Linked DNA regions of Callithrix jacchus: region 2 is linked to region 1. Evidence: chromatin contacts called from public Hi-C data. All regions are on one chromosome and are shown on one strand. Each heading gives the region's core, a stretch centred on a gene start, on an enhancer-like site or on the middle of the called end of the contact. The rest is flanking DNA. Distances are from core to core; before and after follow the strand shown. Region 1 overlaps SPATA13 (spermatogenesis associated 13). Region 2 overlaps SPATA13 (spermatogenesis associated 13).

Region 1 (6,184 bases), core at 2,714-5,213:
CCAGGAACTGGGTAGTTACTGCTGCAGTCTTGTTTGCCACCAGAAACCTGGTGGACAGGCCATGGCTGTCGGAAGTCAAGATGCAGGGCTGTCTTTAGGGCTGTGGCTGGCAACAGCTCCCCTGGAGCCTTCCAAGGTTGGGGTGAGATTGGCGGAAGAGGAGCTTAGAGGCTGTCACTGTACATAAAGAGCTTGGGGACATGGACGGGGAGGGGCAGTGTGGAGGATGCCGTCATCGTTCGCACAGGCTCAGACCTACCGGCCCTTTCATCTCTCACTTCACCAGCCCGACCTGCAACTTTAGACACAGAAGGAAGATTTTCCTTTGTGGTCTAAGACCTGCCTTTGCAAATCCTCGTTTTCTCCACCCCATCACCCCAGAGGATTGACAAAGCAAACATACATCCCTGTTGGGGAAACACCATCTCACCTGCAGGAATGTTGTTCAGCCCAGTGACCCCTGTAAGGCAAGCCAAGACAATCACACACTTGTATGAAATTGACACTTCTCCCAAAGATACACTTACTCCAGTTACATTTCTCCATATAATTTTAATTCACAAACATTGAACTTCAGTGATTGAATATTTAAATGAAGCCAGAGCTACAGATGCTCTTTTGAGGCATCTTACCTACTCTATGCACAGAGAGACCCTGAGGGTATGAGATCCATGGGTGAGGGGGCTTATTTCCTTTAATAAGTTGTGTATGTTGGGGCTGGGAAGGGGAAGGACAGTGTCTGGCATTAGGCCTGGGGACTAACTTCATCTCTGAAATTAGGACTTTGTATGCTTTCTCTTTAGGAATGTTGTAAATTGTGGCTGGGCATGGTGGCTCATGCCCGTAATCCCAGCACTTTGGGAGGCCGAGGCAGGCGGACCATTTGAGGTCAGGAGTTCCAGACCAGCCTGGCCAACATAGTGAAACCCCATCTCTACTAAAAATACAGACATTGGGGCATGGTGGCACGTGTCTGTCATCTTAGCTACTCGGGAAGCTGAGGTTGGAGGATACCGACTCTGTCTCAAAACAAAACAAAAAAGGAAAGAAAAGAAAAGGAAATGATACATTTCAGTAGTTTTAACTGGTTGTGGTGTGTATCTGTTATCCCAGCTACTTGGAGGATGAGGCGAGAGGAAAACTTGAGTAAGAATCTGAGGGCACCCTGGGCAACATAGCAGGATGGAGTCTCTTAAAACTTTTTTCCAGTAGTTTCGGAGAAACTCTTCTGAAACTAGTTGGTAGCACATTCTTGGTTTTCAGCACTCTCTCTTCTTATTACAGTTCTTCTTCCTAATACCATCAGTGGCCACAGTTCTGCTAGACATCCTACAAAGCACAAGTCAGCTCCCACAACAGAGACCCATCTGGCCCAAATGTTGGGGTGTCAGACCTGAGGTATAAAAAGCCAGTGGCCCCTTCAGCCAGTCATTCAACAGACACATGCTAAGGACACAGCAAAATAAGATGTGGCTTCTGCCTTTAGAGAACTTTCCATGCTCCTTCAGAGAGGTTAGTGGAGAAGCCAGACAAGGAAGGCAAGATGGCAGAGCCATGTGGGAAACGCTACAGGAGTGTCTCTAGGTATTTCAAACAAAGAATCTAATACAGGGGTTATTTTTATATAGCAGAGAAACAAGAGAATACAGTGAAGCAACTCAGAGACAAGCAATAGCAAGAAGTTGCTGGCAGCCCCTGGGCTGGAGGGTAAATGAGAGGGTGTGTTGCCTGAGCTGGGAGCTGGAGCTGCCTGCAGGATCTAGAACCTGGAAGGGAGGAGCTTCCCAGCAGAGCTGGAGTCACAGACACTGCAGCTGCTGCATGCTCCCACAGAATACTGTGGCCCTGCCTCCCACTACCACTGCCCATGGCCAAAACTGGCCAGAAGCCACTTGTCAGGAACCTGGGAATTGTGGTTCCCAAAACACAGAGAGAAAACAACGGCGAGAAAGAGTCTGAAAGCAGATAAGGAAACTCGCAAAGGCATGGTGTTATGAGGATCATGGCCAGTAACTCAGCCCTGCTGGAGGGAAAGGGGTCCCATACTAAGCAGAGGACATTCCACAGTGACCCTGGGTTCTGTGACACAGCCCATCTGCAGTGTGGAAAGGACTCTGGCAGCAGAGTGAAGGGTGGGTGGGCAGTGAGCGGGACCGTGGTCATGCAGGTGGAAGGTAAGGTAATACAGGCTGGGAATGAGGCGCCGGCCACCAGGCTGACAAAGGGCCTAGAGTCGCCTAGACCTGGTGACCAGTGCAATCTGCAGGGAAGGAAGAGGGTCCAGCATGACTCATGGATTCTGGCCAGGAGGTAGCAGGGCAGGACCCTCGGATTTCCACCCTACTGTGCTGTCACTACAGCAATGGTAGTAAGCCACTCAGCCTCGCGGGGCCCTAGCGTTCTCACTGTCATGAATAGGAGTCAGATGTTCCCTAGGGCAACATTGTGTGCAGCTGTGATACAAAGGTCTGCACTCATCTTTAGCATTCTGGATTTCAGTACGTTTTCTTTCAGCGTCACTTTGCTATCATGTCAATCAAGCTTCTCTAAACGTGGGCCATGGGCCAGGGAGGCTTTGAATGCTGCCCGTCACAAATTCGTAAACTTTCTTAAAACATTGAGATTGTTTGTTTTTTAATCTCATCAGCAGTTTTGTTAGTGTATTTTATGTGTGACCTAAGACAGTTCTTCCATTGTGTGCCCCAGATTGTACACCCCGATGTGAAAGATTGGACACCCCTGATGTACATGATAAGGATATTACAAAAACCTTCTTACTTGTTTGTACGTTTAATCTGGTCTGTATTCCTGAATTTCAAATTTAAGTTTTTTTAAAAAAATTACTGGTCAGAATGTGTGTGTGTGTGTGTGTGTGTATGTGTGTGTGTGAGAGAGAGAGAGAGAGAGAGAGAAAATTCTCATTATTACTAAAAGAAAAAAAAAAGTTCCATTCTAAAGTTCATACACCCTAGAATCCAGCTTGTAGACAGTGGATTTCACAATATTCCCATCTGCAATTCCTTCTTAGTTCTGTTCCGTTCATATCTCTGGCAGAGTTCCCACAATTTATAAGACTTGCTACAAAACCACTAATTGAAGTGCAACCCTTGGTTAGTTAATAGAGGTCAAAGTATTAGTTCTAAATAATGCAGCTTGGTATGTTACTCAGAAATTCCAGGAAAAGGCTTTTTTCCATGCTTTTCAGTTTCATTCTTAGCAGCACACAACAATCACGTTGTTCAGCTCATGAACAAAATAGTAAGTCACTGGTCTTTTAAAAAGCATATTGTCCCAATTAGAAACCCAGATTTTCTGCATGTGTTTTGTTTTATGAAATCTGAATCTTATAACTTAAGTTTTGAGTGTTAGGAAATTTCAACTTCTTCACTCTATAAAAATATAGTGGCTTGTAACAACCTGTTAACTTGGTATGGATTAGATAGGGCAGGATAACTGATACAATTTCACATCAGAATTAACTGAAATCATCTAAGTGTGCGGAGCACACCATTCTTACCTTCAGCAAGTGCACAGTCTTGTTTGAAAGTAACTACAAAGCCATCATTATAATCTGTTTTAGTAAAACCCATTCAATGAGTGCCTGAAACCTCGTGGAAGCAGAGTCAGGGATTTCATTCATTCCAGGGGGCTCAGGAAGGAATTCCCGGGGAAGGAGGCACCTGCAGTTCATTTCAAAAAATGAGGAGGAGTTAGACCGAGGCTATGTAAGCTTTTCAAACCCACTTCCACCTTAATTTTACTAATCTATCACATTGAGCCATCCTTCTAATGATATTGTTCAGCTTACTGTAGAGTGATCAGTTATCCCCATTTGCTAGTGCTGGCTTCAATCCTGCAAGTCCCATATCCTGAGATACCCCTCATTCCTGGGTCAGTCAGACACCTGGTCCCCCTAATTTACTGCCTCCCAGTCACACCATGTGTTACTAACTGTTGCTTTGCTCTTGCCGGTTTCTTATCTAGAATGGGTGATTACTTTACACTGCCTTGAATTCCTCATGGGGCCTGCACAGACGCTTGCACCCCGTAGATGCTCACGAAATGGATATATGCATAAATCTTGGTACCTCTTATTCTGTAGACAGCACTGAAGCACAGATCACTGAAATGACTTACCGAGGAGCCACATGACAGCACCAAGGTTAGGCCGAGTCTCGTCTCTTGGGCCCGTCTTTCCTCCTTGGTGATAAAAGGTCTTATAGTGCCCTCTGGTGGCATCAGGAAGTTCTCTAAGCCCCTGAATTAAAACAGGAATCATGCCTTCCCAACTGTATTCAATGCGAGTCACAGTGAGACCATTACTACTACCTCATGTCGGTGCCCAGGAGCTGGACTCGACCTTTTGATTAAGCAATTTCGTTCATGTCATGGCTCTGAGATGTTGAAATGACAAAATTTCCCTATCCCTTCTAGAGTACATGAAGGTGGATAGGTGGGTGATACCAAATGTTGAACTTACTTTGCAACTAGTTACAGGGCAGAGATGATTCACGCCTGTTTATGTGGCCCATTCACATGTAACTGACATCTCCCCTGGCCCCCTAATTTCTCCTTTAGAGCATTAAACTGCAGAGGGCATGTCGTAGCCCATCAGTCTTCTGATGAATGGAATCGGCTGATGGTCTTGGTCGTCATAGCCTCTTTTGTCCCAGATGGAATCAACCCTTTGACCCTTTAACTGTGGCTGTGTCTGGGAATCCCTTCTCACTGGAAATGATGTAGGGGCAAATAAAAACCGAACCCATCAAGAAGGTGGGGCATAGGAGCAGAAGAGAGATGTTTCTCTTTGCATGGGGTCAGATTCTGCACTTGATGGGAGTAAGCTAAATTGGGATCGGATCCCAAGATCTTTAAACAATGTCCTCCTCTTGTTCCTCTCTTGCCTTTGGCCTCTATGGCCTTGACTGATGTCTAAAGATTGCTAGGATTTATTTATAGTCAGGTTCGTGAGGCCCTGGAATTGGAGTCAGATGTGAGGGGTGCAGATGCCCACTATGCCTCTCTGTTTATTAGTTTACTGAAGTGGAGAAGAGTGTGGGCTTTTGGGGGACAGCTGGAGGACTCCCAGGCAAATTACCTAACCTTCCCAAGTGTCCATCTGGTTGTCTGCAAAATGAGAATCATCCTGTGACCTCTTAGGTTTCTATGGCTACTCAGTGACATGTTTTCCAAGACCTTAGTGTGGAGGCCTGACATGTAGTAAATACTTAAAAATTGGTAGCTTTTGTGGTTATCATAATCTATCATTCATTCATCTAATAACTATTCATTGAGATTAGTAAGGGGGGCTGAGACATGTAAGCTACCACTTGAAGGCTGAGTAGGTCTTGGCTTGATGGGAAAGGTTAAGGGGGAGCAGCATTTTCATTTTTCAGGGGAAGGCCATGGACATAAGTGTGGGGCAAAGGGCATGAACACAGGTTTGCATGATGGGGAAGGCATGGACACAGGTGTGAGGGAAGGGCACGAACAAAGGTGTGTGGGAAGGGCATGGACACAGGTGTGTGGGGAGGGAATGGACACAGGTGTGTGGGGAGGGAATGGACACAGGTGTGTGGGGAGGGAATGGACACAGGTGTGTGGGGAGGGAATGGACACAGGTGTGCGGGAAGGGAATGGACACAGGTGTGAGGGAAGGGGAATGGACACAGGTGTGTGGGAAGGGAATGGACACAGCTGTGAGGGAAGGGGAATGGACACAGGTGTGCGGGAAGGGAATGGACACAGGTGTGAGGGAAGGGCATGGACACAGGTGTGAGGGAAGGGGAATGGACACAGGTGTGCGGGAAGGGCATGGACACGTGTGAGGGAAGGTGGACACAGGTGTGAGGGAAGGGCACGGACACAGGTGTGAGGGAAGGGGAATGGACACGTGTGAGGGAAGGGCATGGACACAGATGTGAGGGAAGGGCATGGACACAGGTGTGCGGGAAGGGCATGGACACGTGTGAGGGAAGGTGGACACAGGTGTGTTGGAAGGGCATGGACACGTGTGAGGGAAGGGCATGGACACAGGTGTGAGGGAAGGGCATGGACACAGGTGTGAGGGAAGGGCATGGACACAGGTGTGCGGGAAGGGCATGGACACGTGTGAGGGAAGGGCATGGACACAGGTGTGAGGGAAGGGCATGGACACAGGTGTGAGGGAAGGTGGACACAGGTG
Region 2 (5,356 bases), core at 1,268-3,767, 110 kb before region 1:
GATGACTGCTCACTTCCATTCTGAGGGTCTCTGGTGGAGTACCACAGGGCTCATTTACCAGGTTCAGGGGGCACACCATGGCTATTCGAATAGTCAGCAGGGCTGACTTCAAGGGATTTGGAATGCTGACTTTAAATCAATGAAGTGGCCCAGCGCAGTGGCTCATGCCTGTAATCCCAACAATGTGGGAGGCCAAGAGAAAGGAGAATTGCTTGAGCCCAGAAGTTTGAGACCGGCCCGGGCAACACAGCAAGACCCAGTCTGTACAAAACAAAAAAGTTATATATATGTCTATATATTTATAAATATATTTTTTTAAATTTGAGTATAGATTAGAGGAAAGCTGTCAACAGCAATTTATGGGAAACACATCTGGGGACTGATGTTGTTGACTTACCAACTAATCATGAAATGCTAGGGATAATAAACCCCTAACTCAGCCTCCTGTGTGTTTGCAGACGCCTGGGATTCTGGTCTGGGGAGGCGGTACCTTCACTCTGGAATGTGTAGGGTGACATGTAGAGCCCAGCTCTGTGCATTTCTTTTTAGACAGATTCTCGTGCTGTCACCCAAGCTCAAGTGCAGTGGTGTAGTCTTGGCTCACTGCAACCTCTGCCTCCTGGGTTCAAGCCATTCTCCTGCCTCAGCCTCCCCAGTGGCTGGTACTACAGGCAGACACCCACCGCCACACCCAGTGAATTTTTGTATTTTTAGTAGAGAAGAGGTTTTGCCATGTTGGCCAGGCTAGCCTGAAATTCCTGATTTCAAGTAATCTGCCTGCCTCAGCCTTTCAAAGTGCTAGGATTACAGGTGTGAGGCACCGCACCCAGCTTGTGCCTGCTATTTATTTATTTATTTATTTATTTAGAGACAGAGTCTCACTCTGTCACCAGGCTGGAGTGCAGTGGTATGATCTCAGCTCACTGCAACCTCCGCCTCCTGGGTTCAAGCAATTCTCCTGCCTCAGCCTCCTGAGCAGCTGGGATTATAGGCACACTTCACCATGCCCAGATAGTTTTTGTATTTTTAGTAGAGACAGGGTTCACCATGTTGGCCAGGTTAGTTTCGGTCTCTTGACCTTGTGATCCACCTGCCTCGGCCTCCCAAAGTGCAGAGATTATAGGTGTGACATGCCTGCTTTTTAATAAGCAACATTGACCAATTTAGAAATGCCCAGAGGGGCAGTGCTGTCCAGAAGCCCTGCCCTGTGGGGACAACTGCAGGAACCGAGGTGCAGAAATCAGCACAAAGGAGGGCACCCAAGGGACTCTAGATCCAGAGGAAGGTGCTCCTTCTCCTACCACATGCCTTCCTGCAAGTTGAATTTGCTTTCACCTGACTTTACTCATAATCATGTGGCCCAACTCCCGTTCCAGGGAGGGTTTTCCTCCCATGCTGGCTAGTGAGGAGGGAGCTGCCTGCTGTGTTCTGGCATGGCCCGCTCAGCCAGCCTCTTGCTCCTACCAGGTGAGACCCAGAGTATATTTCCTGGCTCTTTGGTGTTCTCTAGCCCAGGTGCTGTTAATAATGCAAAACACATGAATGAAGGCACAGCTACAGAGTAAACAAACATTACAGGCTCCTTAGAAGGCAGAGAAGCTGGAGAACATTTCAGGGAGAGAGGGAATTAAATGGAGAATCAGACTGAAACAAGTGGAGGGAGGATGAAGGAAACTCTAGAGGACGTTTATTGCCAACCTGAGTAGCAGAGAAGCTTCACTGTGGGAGTAGCGGGAGAAGTCTATAGAAACGGTCAGATGGCAGATAACCGTCAGAAACGGTCAGATAAATGCCGCCCAGTGAGTTTGGCTTTGCTTATGAAGGCAAGACCTAGTAGTGCCATCAGATTTGGCAAATAAAAATATAGGAGGCCCAGCTACATTTGAATTTCAGATAAACAACAAATATCTTTTAGTGTAAGTATGTCATTCATATTGCATGGTATCTAGTCTTGCTAAAAAAAGATTGTCTGTTTATCTGAAATTCAGCTTTCACTGGGTCTCCTGTGTTTTATCTGGCAGCCCAGGCAAGGGGAAGTCACTGAAGTTTTGTGATCGCAGAGTCTTCTTACAAGGACCCATCTGCCTGTGTGACAGCTGCAGTCCAAGAGGAAGACACCAGGGGGAGGGCTGCTCATGGGGAAACACGAGCAGTCATCCTGGCTTGACCGCAAGGACCTGTATTACGGTAAAAATACAAAGAAAAATAAAAAGGGTGAATTCAAGAGACAAGTTTGATGGCTGGGTCAGTAGGCTTGGGGACTGGCGAGAAGGTGGAACAGAGGAAGAGGTGGAGGCAGCAAGGACGAGTTCAAGGGCAGGACCCATGGCTGGGAACGCCAAGGAAGACGCCATTCAGAGGAAGAATGGCTGCATGAGCAAAGGCAGACTCCTGAGTTCTCTCCAAGACCGTTTCATAGAGGACACCGAGTGGGAAGGGCCAGCCAGCAGAAGTTGAGGGCAGAGCTGAGTTCCAGGAGGGAGAGGGGTGGGGGCTGTTGACATGGCCCTGGGTGGTGGCAGCTGAATCCAGCAGTGAAGCAGATGCCTCCCTCCAGGGTCACAGTGGAGCAGCAAGGTCAGAGGAGCAGCCCAGGAGGGAGCGAGTAGAAGGCTGCTGCTTGGCAGACAGACCCAGTCTCTAATCTGGGCTAAGAAGTAAAGCTGGCTTTCCTGTGGCCCAAAGTATTAGGAACTTAAATTTTGCTGAAGTTTTTTTTTTTTTAATTGCATTTTAGGTTTTGGGATACATGTGAACAACATGCAAGATTGTTGCATATTTACACACATGGCAGTGTGATTTGCTGCCTTCCCCTCCTTCACTTATATCTGGCATTTCTCCCCATTCCTGAAGTTTTTAATAAAGCATAATCGCAAATGTGGAAAAACAAGTGGCAGTTGCTGCCATGGGCTCCCTCCCACCCAGCAAGGCTTTCTCTCCAGCCTCACACTCTCATCCCCAAGGATCACAGGAAAACCTGGCAATGCAGTTGTTCCCAGAGCCTGCCAGCCCAGGGTTTGGCGTGAAGAGAGGGGCAGGGATGAGGCCCGAAGACAGGGGTACATGGGACCCCCTCCCCAGTCCTGCTTGAGTTCCTAAGCACAGCCTGCTCTCCACCCCGTGCATGCTCTGCAAAGTATCTCTGTCACAGCAAACTGTTGATCAGTCCCTTGCCCTCCCTCCCCCGGGGCAGGATTGGACACCAGTGACAAATTAAGCACTTCTGTTTGCTTTTAGTCAAGGACACCAGGAAAAAGTAGACTGTGACCCTTATTCATGGACAGCATCCAGAGACTTAAAAGTAGCTGAATTTTACTGCAATCTTAATAGAACCTGAAGGTTTCAGGCTCCTGTGCAGGTGAAAACCTTTGGATTTCTAGCCGAATATCAATGAATGATTCCATTTTAAAGTCACTTAACAGAGGGGCAAACTGAGGCATTACAGGAGTGAAGATAGAATTGCTGAAATCCCCCTGCCACGGTACCTTTCATCCCCCCTCCCCTACACACATGCTTCTCTAGGTCACAGAAGCTGTGGAGAGGCCTCTGGCACCCTGAGAAGCTGTTCAGTCTACAACTCGGCAAGTCCTGCAGGGATCCCGGTGTACTGGTAGCCACAGGGCTCCTGCTCTTCCCCAGAGCTGCTGGACACAGTCTAGGTGGAACCACCCACTAAGGACCCAAGATGGCTGGCGGCCACACTGCTGGTCCCATTCATGATGTTGCCCATTGCTCACTGGCTGTGGCCCATGAGGTCAGCCAGGCCAGCTCTTCGAGCTTTGGGCCTTCCTCCAGCGTCTCCCCCAGCTACCTATGTCCAGCTGAATTTAGTGACAATTTTATAATGTCTCAACAGCTGTTTTTTACCTTCTAATTTGTGAATTAGCCAAATGCCTAGCTGAGATGAAAGTCCTGCAATCACACATTTCTGGACTTGTGATCCTCACTCATTAAATGATGGTGATTGTCACATGAAAGCTTGGGCTGAGGTCTGTCCTGGCAGACAGAGAACGGACATGTTAGTGCTGCCTGGGCGGCAGTGGATGCACAGCATTTGAGGTAGGGATTGTTTCCATTCTACAGGTGAGCACACCAAGGCTCAGAGTGACAAGAACTTGGCCTGTGGTCACATGTCTATTAAGTGTCTGAACTGGGATTAGAACCTAAGCCCAGCAGACTTCAAGTTCTGAACCCTGCACTCCATGCTCTAGGGTGGAGCTGCAGCTTCCTTTCTTCCTCCTGAGATGAAAACGCACTTGAACCCAAGCCCGTCTTAGTGCCTCTCTTAGGAAAACACTGGGCACCACGTGTTGATGATTGAGTCTGCAGTCCAAAAACTGGCAGACTCTCAGTACCGTCCCAGCAGGCGGCAACTGCACTCATTTTTTTTTTTGGAGATGGGGTGTCACCGTGTTGGCCAGGCTGGTCTCCAACTCCTGACCTCAGGTGATCCACTCATCTCAGCCTCCCAAAGTGCTGGGATTACAGGCGTGAGCCACCGTGCCCAGCCTGCACTCATTTTTTAAATGACATAATAAATACATCTCTTTAACCTCAATTTACTCCTTCCCAAAATGGAATAAAAAAATGAAATCAGAATCACTGGCTTCCAGAAGATGTGCAATAGAAACTCAGTGGCACTCGGGCCCTGCTCCTCACCAAGAGCTGCGTTTCCAGGGCCAGGCACTGAGCCAGTTCTCAGAGCCAATCTGCCATCATTTAATGATTAAGGCCATAAGGCCAGAAATGTGTGAATCCAGCTTCCATCAGTGCTGGCTGAGGAGCGCCCCAGAGGCTGGCTCCAGGGAAGCACAAGCAAGGGCTCCTGGGTCTACCGGTTCCCTCACAGCAGACAAAAGAGGCGGAAGGGAATGATCTGAAGATGGGGACGGGTCATGGACGACTCTGGGTTTGTGACAGACAGAAACCTGCACAGACACTGATGCGGATGAGACATGTAGTTTGTGGGTGCCATTGAAAAGTGTCTCCAGACAATTCAATTAGGCCTTTATATAGGTGAGGCCACCAGCATATTAGGGGACACAACCTTTTAACTAAAAACGGTTCCACAGGAAATCACTGAAGCTTGGTTTCTTACATTTCCCTCATGTCTCACATGATTTTTGAGCGCCCACACTGGCCAGCGTCTGCTCTATGGTGTGCTGCTGGTACGGTCATAGCGCTTGACAGGGGCAGTAGCATGCTCATATTTGCCTGGGACGTCCACTCAGACCTCATTCTCACAAGGGCTCAGTTGTAGCAAAAAATAAAAATAAAAGAGATGAAGATATTTTCATGTTCACTGCTGTGGATTCTTAAGAACCAGAGGGGTGGCACAAGATTTGCCTATTCTTGT

The links. A called contact is a pair of places that touch in the nucleus more often than the background predicts.
Region 2: a Hi-C map of skeletal muscle shows a contact between it and region 1, with 16 times the contacts expected there. The contact joins two enhancer-like sites. A contact is called at or near these places in 2 of 3 Hi-C or Micro-C datasets (induced pluripotent stem cells and skeletal muscle).

What each region holds. Positions count from the first base shown.
Region 1 is chr5:143,557,195-143,563,378 of calJac240_pri, reverse strand. All of the region lies in intron 2 of SPATA13 (spermatogenesis associated 13), which reads left to right. Among named protein-coding and RNA genes, the nearest start is that of C1QTNF9, 100 kb to the right of the region's middle. Within about 2 kb of position 3,963, at least 7 of the 16 cell types and tissues checked have an H3K27ac peak or open chromatin away from gene starts, as enhancers often do.
Region 2 is chr5:143,668,857-143,674,212 of calJac240_pri, reverse strand. The region is part of intron 2 of SPATA13 (spermatogenesis associated 13); the gene reads left to right. Among named protein-coding and RNA genes, the nearest start is that of SPATA13, 120 kb to the left of the region's middle. Within about 2 kb of position 2,517, at least 4 of the 16 cell types and tissues checked have an H3K27ac peak or open chromatin away from gene starts, as enhancers often do.